Regions from separate parts of the Mus musculus genome. Here all the other regions are linked to region 2. A link is a contact called in public promoter capture Hi-C data. All regions are on one chromosome and are shown on one strand. Each heading gives the region's core, a stretch centred on a gene start, on an enhancer-like site or on the middle of the called end of the contact. The rest is flanking DNA. Distances are from core to core; before and after follow the strand shown. Region 1 overlaps C2cd2l (C2 calcium-dependent domain containing 2-like). Region 2 overlaps Phldb1 (pleckstrin homology like domain, family B, member 1). Region 3 holds the start of Ccdc153 (coiled-coil domain containing 153).

Region 1 (3,303 bases), core at 210-2,709, 380 kb after region 2:
TCCTGTGGACGAGCAGCAAGTGCTCCTAACCACTGAGCTACCTGCCCAGCCTCCTGCTGAGATAATGCTAACTCTTGGCTTAGGTTTTGGTTTAGTTTGGGGACAGGGTTTCACACTATATCCAAAGTTGGCTTAGAACTCACTGGCCGCCTCTTCTTCTTCTTCTTCTTCTTCTTCTTCTTCTTCTTCTTCTTCTTCTTCTTCTTCTTCTTCTCCTCCTCCTCCTCCTCCTCCTCCTCCTCCTCCTCCTCCTCCTTTTTTTTCTTTTTTCCTCTTCTACTCTGTGCCCCCAGTTGCATGGATAATGAGAAATTCTACTCCATGCCAATCTTAACATTGTTCCCCTGAGCTGGGCATGGTGGTGCACACCTTTCATCCCAGCACTCAAGAAGGCAGAGACAGGTAGATCTGTGAGTTCAAAGCCAGCCTGGTGAAAGCCAGTTTCAAAAAAGAAAAGAAAAGATTATTCTTTTGAGCTGGGCAGCAATACCTGAATCCCCAGCACTTAGGAGGCTGAGGCAGGGTTTTGAGTTGAAGGCCAGTTTACAGGTCACATTTTGAGACTCTCACGGAAGGAGGGACAGGAGGAAGCATGTCATTCCCTCTCTGGCTGTGACTCAGGTTGCAAACAGCTTTCCTAACTTCAAAGGACAAAGAGTTTGCTGTCTTACATCTCACCCGTTGACCAATGACCCTGTCGGCTGGGATCTATTTATGATTTAAAAGCTGGTGCTGCAATCTCAAGACTTGAGAGACTGTGGCAAGAGGTAGGCTGTGAGTTTAAGATCAGCTTGGGTTATGTAATGAGTTCAAAGCCAGCCCAGGCTACGAATCCAGATTCTGCCTCAAACAAAACTAACAGAAAAGAATCTTGACCTGTGGCTCGCATCGCTTGAGAGAATGGAGTCTGTGAGTCCGAAGCCTGCTGCGTGAGAACCTTCTTCTCTCTGTGCCCCATAGTCACGTCTTTGAGGTTTCTAGACTCCCCACTGCTCACACCCTGGAATGTAGTGTGTTAATCCACCTTTCCTTTTATGATTTATAGGCTTTAAGGAACACCCTCTGTGCAGTCTTTGTCTTTTCAGTGAAAGGAGGCTCAGTCCGCTGAGAGTCCTCCCAGAGCGGCAGTCCCTACCCTTGTTATTCCTCCAGGGGATGTGGTCAGAGGCGCACAGATCCCTCCCCCTAGGACTGTGTTCCTTCCTCAGGATGGGTGAAGCTCGCGTGCGCTTCCACCGCCTTTCCTGAGAAAGGCAGGCATTAGGGAAGAGACAGAGTACAGTCGTCATCTTCTGTATTAACTTCCTAAGTCTTTTCTCCACCCTCATCCCAGACCTGTGCCCCTCCGTCCACCTCAGTTTCCCTTCTTCCCTACAGTGAGTTTCCTGCGCAGTGGCACAAAGCTCATCTTCCGCCGGAGGCCCCGACAGAAGGAAGCTGGTCTGAGCCAGTCACACGATGACCTGTCCAACACGACGGCCACACCTAGCGTCCGGAAGAAGGCTGGCAGCTTTTCCCGTCGCCTTATCAAGCGTTTTTCCTTCAAATCCAAACCCAAGGCCAATGGCAACCCTAGCCCCCAGCTCTGAAAGCCCCCGAGCTAGGAGAGATCAAGAGTTCTCTTAGTCTGTCCCCCACATCCCCTTCTGTACCCCTTCCTGGATCCCCACTGCTGGGGCCAGGAAAGCCCTCGGGTTATAGGGAGCCCCAGCACACTGGGCTGTGGGGTGAGCGGGAAGGGTGTCTGACATGGGAGGCATCTGGGAGGCAACAGTTGTTGCGTGAGCGTAGAGGAGAGTTTGGCAGCTGAGAGTCAGGGGCAAGCTCTGTCTTGGGCGTGTGGACACTCATCAGAAGCCTCTGCTGGTACTGCCGCCAGAGGGGAGCCCAGAGTACTCTCTCATCAGCAGGTCCTTCTCCCTTATTTATTCTCGTTTCTATTTATATGTGTGGTCTAGAACCCTTGGCAAACAGATGATAGAGGGCATCTCTCCCAGGTGACCCTTTTCTGTCCCAGGAGGGTAAGGCAATTCCCAGGACGGGTTTCTACCCCTCCCTTGGGAGTCCTCTCTTAGACCAGCACCAATGTCTGCCTTCAGAAGACATTGGCAGATCACAGGAAGCCGGGCTAGGGCCCGGGATGGGGGGCAGGCACTCCCCACCTCCCTACCTCCCACATCGCTCCTTGTCTCTCCTTCCCCTTTATTACCATTTTGTACTTGATGCCTTCTCCATGAGCAGTGGCTCAGTTGGAAGGAGGGAGCCAGGAAGCTGGGAGGAAGCCTTCCCTAGAGAGCCAGCTTTAGGAGTTTTAAAGACAGTACGATCATAGAGCAAGGTTGCACCTCTGTATGTTGGGAGATGATGATGTCCATTGCTGTGTGATGGCCTGGAATTTAATTTATTTAATTAAAATCAAATTGGAGTTTATAAACGGGAGTGGCTGGTTATCCTTTGAAAAGCAAACAGGCCTAAAGGCTGTGGTGTTGATAGAGTGGGCAGGCGGGCTCACTGACTATGACCTAGGCAGTCAGGTGGCACAGGTGCCCTTGAACACAGATACAAGTAGAGAGGTTTGAGTGATGATACTCTGAAAAGTCAAGTTGCTGCAAAGAAGCCACCCCTCCCCCACAGGCTGTTCTTTCTGGGCTGTAACACGATTTAGAGTGTGGACTCTGAGGCTGCACTGTTCTGACCTGAGACCCAGCTCCACTGACCTTTGTGACCTTTGTTACCTTTGTGACCGTGGACAAATATGGGGCCTCAGTTGTTTTGGTTTGTTTTTGATCCAGAGCCTCACCTATGTTGTCCTAGCTGGCTTAGAACTCCTTAAGTAGACCAGGTTGGCCTTGAACTCAGAGATAGCCTGGTTTCTTCCTCCTGAGTGCTAGGACACCACACCTGGTTGTGTACTCAGTTTTTTTCTTCTGTCAAATGGGGGCTAGGGACTGGGGATGTAGCTCAAAGGTAGAGTTCTGCCTTAGCATACCCAAAGCCCTGGGGTTTGTCTCTAGCAATATTTCATAGAGAGGATGAAGCCAGGTGTGGTGGCTAACACAAACCTTTAATTTCAGTACCTGGGAACTCTGTGAGTTTCAGGCTAGTCAGGACTATATAGTGAGACCCTGTCCAAAACAAACAAACAAACAAAAGCACTATTCCTAACATAGGTGAGTTTTAGATACCTACAGATATGTCTCTGTTTCCTGTCCTTTGGGATATTACACAGGATTGAACCAGGTAAGCTGCTATAGGAGGTTAGGCAAAATGCAGGACCAATAGGCAGGAAACTAAGTGTGCCAC
Region 2 (3,514 bases), core at 745-3,244:
TTACTTCTTTGCCGTTGCTCCCCACCAGGTGTGCCGTGGCTACCTGATCAAGATGGGTGGCAAGATTAAATCGTGGAAGAAGCGCTGGTTTGTCTTTGATCGGCTGAAGCGCACCCTTTCCTATTACGTGGGTGAGTTCCCACAGGCTGCCCTTGAGCCTGTCAGGGAGGGGGCTCCTGGGTTCCAACAGCTGGATTGTCTGGTCTGCTAGAAGGAAGCCAAGCTTCCAAGTAGAGGGCCAGAGGCTCTAATGGGCTTTGGCTTCCCACGCCTGAAAATGTACAGAGTGCACCCGATTCGCATTGGTTTGTTCTTCATTCATTCATTCATTCATTTGTTCGATCATTCATTCATTCATTCATTCATTCTGTGGTGGTGTTGAGTATCTCATAAACTCCAGTTCCTGTTTTAGACTCTAGAGACAACTAAGTGGTCATGCCTTCTCCCTTGGTGCATATGGTCAGGAAGTTGGATGCTAAGCAGAGAGTTAAAGTAAATACAGTGAGTGAGTTTGCTGACAGGAGATACCCTGATGCTGGGCTTCGGACTGCCCCTTAGTCTCCCTCAGAGACCTCGAGGTAATCGCTTGAGCAGTTTCAGGGACTCTCGGGACAGTCCAGGAACCAGGAAACTTATTTACGATGCTCTTCTTCATCCAGTCTCTGGCGTAGACTCCTGTCCCGGAATACCTTCAGCCTTTCCCATTAGATCCCGAGGTTCTGGGTGGCCCTCTAATCAGCCAAGGCTCAACGGTGCAGTGATCGGCAGTCCTCCATATGCACCACATGAACTCGCTGTGCACTGCGGGTTGGCTGTCTCTGAGGCACAGTGCGACTTTCTGGAACGTTACTGGGCGTGTTGGCAGAGCCAAGAGAGTTCTGAGGCGCTTTGCTTTGACATTAAGAGTCTCAGCGGGGAGGTAATGTGTGACACATTTGCCTACCAGTCACTCAGCCCCGCCACCTGCAAAGCTGGGGAAAACAGCCCTACCTACCAAGAGCCTGGAAAGGGGAGGGCTTCCAGGTCATGAATGCCCAGGCCCAGGGCCTTGCTTGCACCTCTTGACTTTCTGCCCTTTTAAGAAGCCTTCCCCAGCCGGGTGTGGTGGTGCATGCCTTTAATCCCAGCACTTGGGAGGCAGAGGCAGGTGGATTTCTGTAAGTTTGAGGCCAGCCTGGTCTACAGAGTGAGTTCCAGGACAGCCAGGACTACACAGAGAAACCCTGTCTCAAAAAAAAAAAAAAAAAAAAAGGAGAAGCCTTCCCCAGTCGACATGGGTCCTGGATGTGGAGAGACACAAGCCTGAGTGTAGCTAGAGGGACGTTGTCAGCCTGAGAAGCAGAGCCACTTCAGACACACTGGGGCTGAGATGCGTCTAGCTAGGTCCAGGGAAAAGGTTAGGCTGGGAGGCAGACCCTAGTTGAAAGTCTTGGCGTAATAATTATAGGAAATTCAGGGCCTGTCCATCAGACACTTGAACGGTTGGTACTCTGGATGCATCGGCTCATCTAATTTTTGCCAAAAGCGCTATATTGACACCTCCGTTACGTATAACGAGTTTAACAGGGCTCAGAAAGCCTTTGCCCACAGTCTCTCAGCAAGGACAAGGCCGAGGAGAGGGGAGGAGCAGCCACGAGTGGAGAAGAGGCAGGATAGAAAGCAGCAGAGGCAGAAAAGGAAGCAGGAAGCTGGCTCTGACTGTGCGCCAGGTGCTGGGCTGGCGCTTGGCAAAGGCAATCTTGGTTCATGCCTGTGAAACAAAGGAGACCACGTTTAGACGAGGAGCGGAAACAGAAGGAAGCCAGCCAAGGGAACAGACATTTGTAAGCCCAAGGTGTCACCAGCCATGATAGATACCACCAGAGGGTCAAGCAGGATGTGGCCCAAAGGCCATTTGACTCCGGGTCTGAGATTTGTGGAGAGAAGGGTTTCCACCATGCAAGCAGGCAGAAGTCAGATTGCACAAGACCAAGGATAGGTGGGCGGGACAGAGTGTACGAAGGTTGCTGTTTCCCTGTTACTATTTCCAGGGAAAGAAGAAGGGGGGCAGAGCACAATACCACTGGAGGATGGCCAGGAGGAAATGCTGAGATGGGTTTAGGGCTACACCAGGACCTGGGTGTGGCTTGCCGGTTGGACCCGCGCCCTCCTCCTTCCTACAACAGGAAAGCACATTAGATTAGCGTGGGTAAACCCCTCCAGGCGCTCACCTTACCTGGAACCGTTCCCACCCTCCTCAGCACTCCGGCAGTCATCCCTGCCTTGCTGTGTGACATCAGCCCGGAGTGTAATGCTGTAGTGACAGATGCCGAGTTCCGTGCCAGACTATGCTGGGTGCTCTGAATGGGCTCTTGCTTTTCACACCTCTTCCTTCCCTCAGATGTGGCAGAGTACTCCTGAGCTCCAAGCCACGCTGGCAAGCAACTAGGCTGTGTGCCTGTACCTCCTCGCCACGTTGTAACTTCCTAGCACAAGAGCCTAGGATCCCTTTGCAGGTGTCAGTTCCTAGGACTCAGTCATCCTGCCACGAGCAAGCGAGCGCCTGTTCTGTGCCTGGCACATAGCTGTTGCCGTTGGAGGAGGATATAGGTGTGGATGACAGAGGTTCACATTGAGTGTTGCAAGCTCTGTGCTGAGAATCTGTGGTGTCTGTTGCAGTGGCCCGCAGTGGATCTTGGTTAGGAGTTTGTGGACAGGAGGGAGATGGCCCTGGGGTGTGAAGAGCTGGGTTGCTAAGGGGACAGTGAGAATCTCAAGAGACTCCACCTAATTCAGTGTGGGGGAGGCTGCGAGGCAAGGATGTGTTGGCGGCAGTGTGAGCCAGGCACACACAGGCAGCTGGTTCCCCAAAGAGGAACCATCAGAGAAGGTTTTAAAACCCATTCCTCAACACCAGGTCAGGTGAGAGGCAGGGCTAGAGGCTAGGACAGGACCTTCAGGAGGCCGGAGGGAGGAGGGAACTGGGCCTGAAGTAACCCGGAGTGTGGGGAGTGGAGAGGGACCCATGAGAGGAGCTTACTGGTAGCTGTCACTTCTGAATTCAGTGGTTAGTATCATCCTCTCCTGGAGCTGGTGGCTGAGGGTGGCAGTTGTACCATGTGATCGGTGTTTGTAGTGGCCTGTTTCCCTTCCTCCACACCCAGTGTTCACCTCTGCTCTGACGGCTCCCCTCCCCCTCCCTCTCCCCCTCCCATTCCCTTCCCCTCCTCCCTGACCTTGAATGTTGTGTGCAATGTATATGCTCTATGCTGTTCACATGAAGGGAGTAGAATGGCCTAAAGAGCCCAGTAGGAATCAGTGTACGGCAGTTCTTCTTAGCCCCGCCCCTCAGAGGTGGGGCAAACCCCGCCCACCACGGAGCTAGCACTACATGCATCCCCAGCTCTGTGGCTGCTTCCTTCTGTGTTTTGTTTAGTTTGGTTTTTCGTTTTGTTTTAGGTTTTCCTTTTTGAGACAGACTTTCACATAGCCCAGGTTGGCCTTGAATTTGCTATGGTAATGGTAACCCGTGAAC
Region 3 (3,388 bases), core at 242-2,741, 450 kb after region 2:
GAGGGAGGGAGGGAGGGAGGGAGGGAGGGAGGGAGGGAGGGAAGGAAGGAAGGAAGGAAGGAAGGAAGGAAGGAAGGAAGGAAGGAAGGAAGGAAGAAAGAAAATGCCTCTATAAGATCTGGCTATAGTTAAGCCTATAGGGCATTTTCTTAATCAGTGAATGATGGGGAGGGCCCAGCCCATTGTGGGTGGTGCTACCCCTTTGCTGGTGGTCCTGGGTTCTATAAAAAAGCAGGCTGAGCAAGCCATGGAGAGCAAGCCAATTAGCAGCACCCCTCCATGACTTCCGTATCAGCTCCTGTCTCCAGGCTCCTAGCTCCTCTCCTGACTTCTTTCAATAATAAACAGTGCTTTGGGTGCGCAAGCCAGATAAACCATCTCCTCCCCACGTTGCTTTGGTTGTGGTGTTTCTTCACAGCAGTGATAACCCTGACTAGGACCTGTCATTGCTGCTGTCTCCTGAGGCTCCACACTCCTTACCCAAGCGGTCCTGAAGCAGCTCCTTCTCGAGCAGCACCAGCCTGTGCTTGGCCTCAGCCTCCACACCTGTCGTGGCAAACCACGGAGTCTTAGGCTACGCTGATCTCGCCCCTGCCCTGTCTTCCTCCCGCACTTTTTGCAGGATGGGGGAAGATCACTGATACCCAATGCCAAAATCTGACAAATTCATAGCCAAGCCTTCACTGCCTTGTACTTGGTGTGTGCTCAAAAGAAGGGTGAAACAGATGACAGAGGCAAAGGACTAGAGGGGGCTCCAGGGGGAGAGAGGCAGTCTCCGGTCCCCAGCCTGGCCGAATCTGAACTCAGGGCTCTGAAGAGGAGGGCAAGAGAGCCTCACTTTAGCCAACTGTGGTGTCAATGCCTAACTAATGCCAGGCATTGTGAGCACCAGGCTGTCCCAGCACTAGGAGGACTAGGAGGATACGTTTGAGGCTTGCCTGGGTTTCTTAGTGACCCTGTGTCAAAAGAACAAAAGACAAAACCAAAACAAACGCCCTCTGTCTTGTTGCCCAGGGAGCTGGATTCCCTCTAAGGACCTTGGTGTGGACATGGACATGCAGGGGCACTGGCCTTCACCCATGGTGACTCACCAGGACTTGAATTCTTTTTCTTCTTCCGTGCCTCAGCTTTTCTCCCCCTTCCTTTGGTTTTAGGTGGCATCCCGCTGTCCTGACGAAGGGAAGACCTATGTAGGTCAGCATACAGACAGGCTTTCCTGACTCTTACACTGAGTTGGTTGGGGGTTTCTGGAGCATCAGAGTGCCAGTCTCCCAGTGCATCTTACACTTCTATAGAAGCTTCATTTCTTGGTCTCTGGGACCCTTAGGGAGGGCTGGGATCACTGAGGGAGAACAATCCTATGTGCAGCAGTCAGCTTCTTAGAGAAACTTCTGGACATCCCTTCTCTCTCCCCAACTTGTGTACTCTCCTCCTTCCTACCTACCTGCAAGACTTTCTGTTGCTTGTGTGGTGTCTCCCTGGGAAATGACATGTCATGGGGACAGTAAAGAGAGACCCAAGTAGATTGAGTCTAGGGAGGAGCCTGGGTCCTGGGAGCCAATCCAAGGTGTAAAACTTCCTCAAGAGGTGGGACCAAGAACTGGGATGTTGGGTTTCTGGATACTGCACGTTGTCCAGGCAACTGGAAAACTCAGGCAGGTGGGTGAGCTAAATCAGCTCATACAAAGGAAAGCTTCTCTTTTTACCTCCATATCCTAGCCCTAAAGAAGAGGCTTAGGAGCCGAATAGCTATTATTCATGTCTACACAGGCACTACCTGTGGTCTGGAGACTCTCCAGGCTAGGAATCTACAAACTTGCAGTCTGGGAGAGCAGTGTTTTGCAAGACATAGGGAAAGCAGGGATAGCGGCCATCACAGCTACTTTATATCTGGAGGTTTCGTGTGAACACAGTGACATTATTTACTTTAAAACAGAAGGTTTGGGGGCTGGAGAGATGGCTCAGTGGTTGAGAGCACTTGGCTGCTCTCCCAGAGGTCCCGAGTTCAATTTCCAGCAACAGCATGGTGGTTCACATCCATCTGTAATGGTATCGGATGCCCTCTTCTGGTGTGTCTGAAGACCACCAGATACATAAAATAAATAAATAAATGTTTTGTTTGTTTTTTGTTTTTTGTTTTTGTTTTTGTTTTTTTTTAAACAACAACCTGAAGGTTTGCCTCAAAAAGGCTACTGTGGTGTGTGAGGGAAACATGTTCTGACACAGGTAGTTGAAAGGATGCTGACCCACAAAGAGGAACACAAATTAGACAAGAGTCTGGAGTTCAGCTACTTAATTTTGCTCAGCTTGTATTTCTTGGTGTATAAGTTTTGTAGCTCCTGAAATCCCCAGACGTCAGTGCAGTGTTTACAGGACTCCTTTTTCCCTCTCCAGTCAATCTTGCCTTCTCCCACTATTTCTTTATGAGGTTTAATCTGCAGGCAGGGGTTTAGCAGCCCCCAGGCTCCCTGCAGCATAAAGTTGCTTAGGGCTCCCTCTAGTGGACTTGCTTGACCGCCTGCACCTCCTAAAGTTTGCAGTTGGTAATTTCTTGGGCAATATTGGGGGAGATCCCCTTTACGGGGTGTTTTTTAGTATCTTATGTATAATTAAAATTTGATTGTTGGCAGAAAGCATGACGGGAAGCCCTCCCTCCATCTGGGAGAGATCCGTCTGGACCTGTGCCATCTCTGGGCACCATAATGTCACCATACATAGAATTTAAACAAGCCTTCCTCCCTGTGGATTATGGAACCTACAGATCCTTTTTAGGCATGTCTGTCCATTCTAGTCCCTGAAAATGTTGGTCAGTTGCATATTATTAGAAGCAAATCTGCCGAAACAGACACAAGATGTGGGACTATGAAATCACTTCCAGAGCAAGCGGAAGGTCAATACCTGTTTTATTTAACTCCGTAGCACTTTAGATACTGTAAGAGAGAGTTTTAATTTTTATTTTTGATTATGTTCTTTATGTGTGGGTTTGTGAGCACAGTGCCGGGGGGCGGGGGAGGCTACAAGAGAGCTTTGGAGTCCCTTGGAGTCGGAGTTACGGGTAGTTGTGAGCAGCCCACCAGTGTGGTGCTGGAAACCAAATTCGAGTCCTCTTCATGAGCAGGACTCACTTTTAACTGCCGAGCCATGTCTCCAGCCCCGGCTCTGGACACTTTATAGAGCAAAGAGTCCTACTTGTCGTTGTGATGCTTACAGCCCCTGTAACGTAGGGCTGGTGACCCCGTACACAGGTCTCAGATATGGAGAAATCTCATTTTTCATCACGTTTTCATTTATTCTTCCTTTAGAATCTCCGGTCCTTTCCCAGGAGCTTCTCAGGGACTTCTTTCCCTGAATCTCTGTCACTCACGTTTGTGCTTGGAAGGACACATTG

What was found. Promoter capture Hi-C pulls out the DNA fragments that hold promoters and counts their contacts. Capture Hi-C pulls out chosen DNA fragments and counts their contacts.
Region 1: a contact with region 2 is called in a promoter capture Hi-C map of adipose tissue. The contact joins two enhancer-like sites. A contact is called at or near these places in 1 of 484 Hi-C or Micro-C datasets (embryonic stem cells) and 3 of 9 other capture datasets (adipose tissue, liver and pancreatic islet).
Region 3: a contact with region 2 is called in a promoter capture Hi-C map of liver, with 2.1 times the contacts expected there. The contact joins the promoter of Ccdc153 here to the enhancer-like site in region 2. A contact is called at or near these places in 3 of 39 promoter capture datasets (hematopoietic stem and progenitor cells and liver), 1 of 115 datasets of contacts at active chromatin or transcription factors (pancreatic cancer cells) and 3 of 9 other capture datasets (liver, macrophages and pancreatic islet).

What each region holds. Positions count from the first base shown.
Region 1 is chr9:44,309,342-44,312,644 of GRCm38.p6, reverse strand. It overlaps C2cd2l (C2 calcium-dependent domain containing 2-like), which reads left to right. Exons shown (of 14, transcript NM_027909.2): 14 at 1,378-3,303. The coding sequence ends at 1,589. Among named protein-coding and RNA genes, the nearest start is that of Hinfp, 5.3 kb to the right of the region's middle. Within about 2 kb of position 1,459, at least 68 of the 459 cell types and tissues checked have an H3K27ac peak or open chromatin away from gene starts, as enhancers often do. A contact at or near this core is called in adipose tissue and liver, where this site is marked.
Region 2 is chr9:44,690,646-44,694,159 of GRCm38.p6, reverse strand. It overlaps Phldb1 (pleckstrin homology like domain, family B, member 1), which reads left to right. Exons shown (of 22, transcript NM_153537.4): 20 at 29-131. Among named protein-coding and RNA genes, the nearest start is that of Treh, 19 kb to the right of the region's middle. Within about 2 kb of position 1,994, at least 116 of the 459 cell types and tissues checked have an H3K27ac peak or open chromatin away from gene starts, as enhancers often do. A contact at or near this core is called in adipose tissue and liver, where this site is marked.
Region 3 is chr9:44,238,780-44,242,167 of GRCm38.p6, reverse strand. It overlaps Ccdc153 (coiled-coil domain containing 153), which reads right to left and starts at 1,491. Exons shown (of 7, transcript NM_001081369.2): 1 at 1,445-1,491; 2 at 1,092-1,170; 3 at 481-546. The coding sequence starts at 1,161.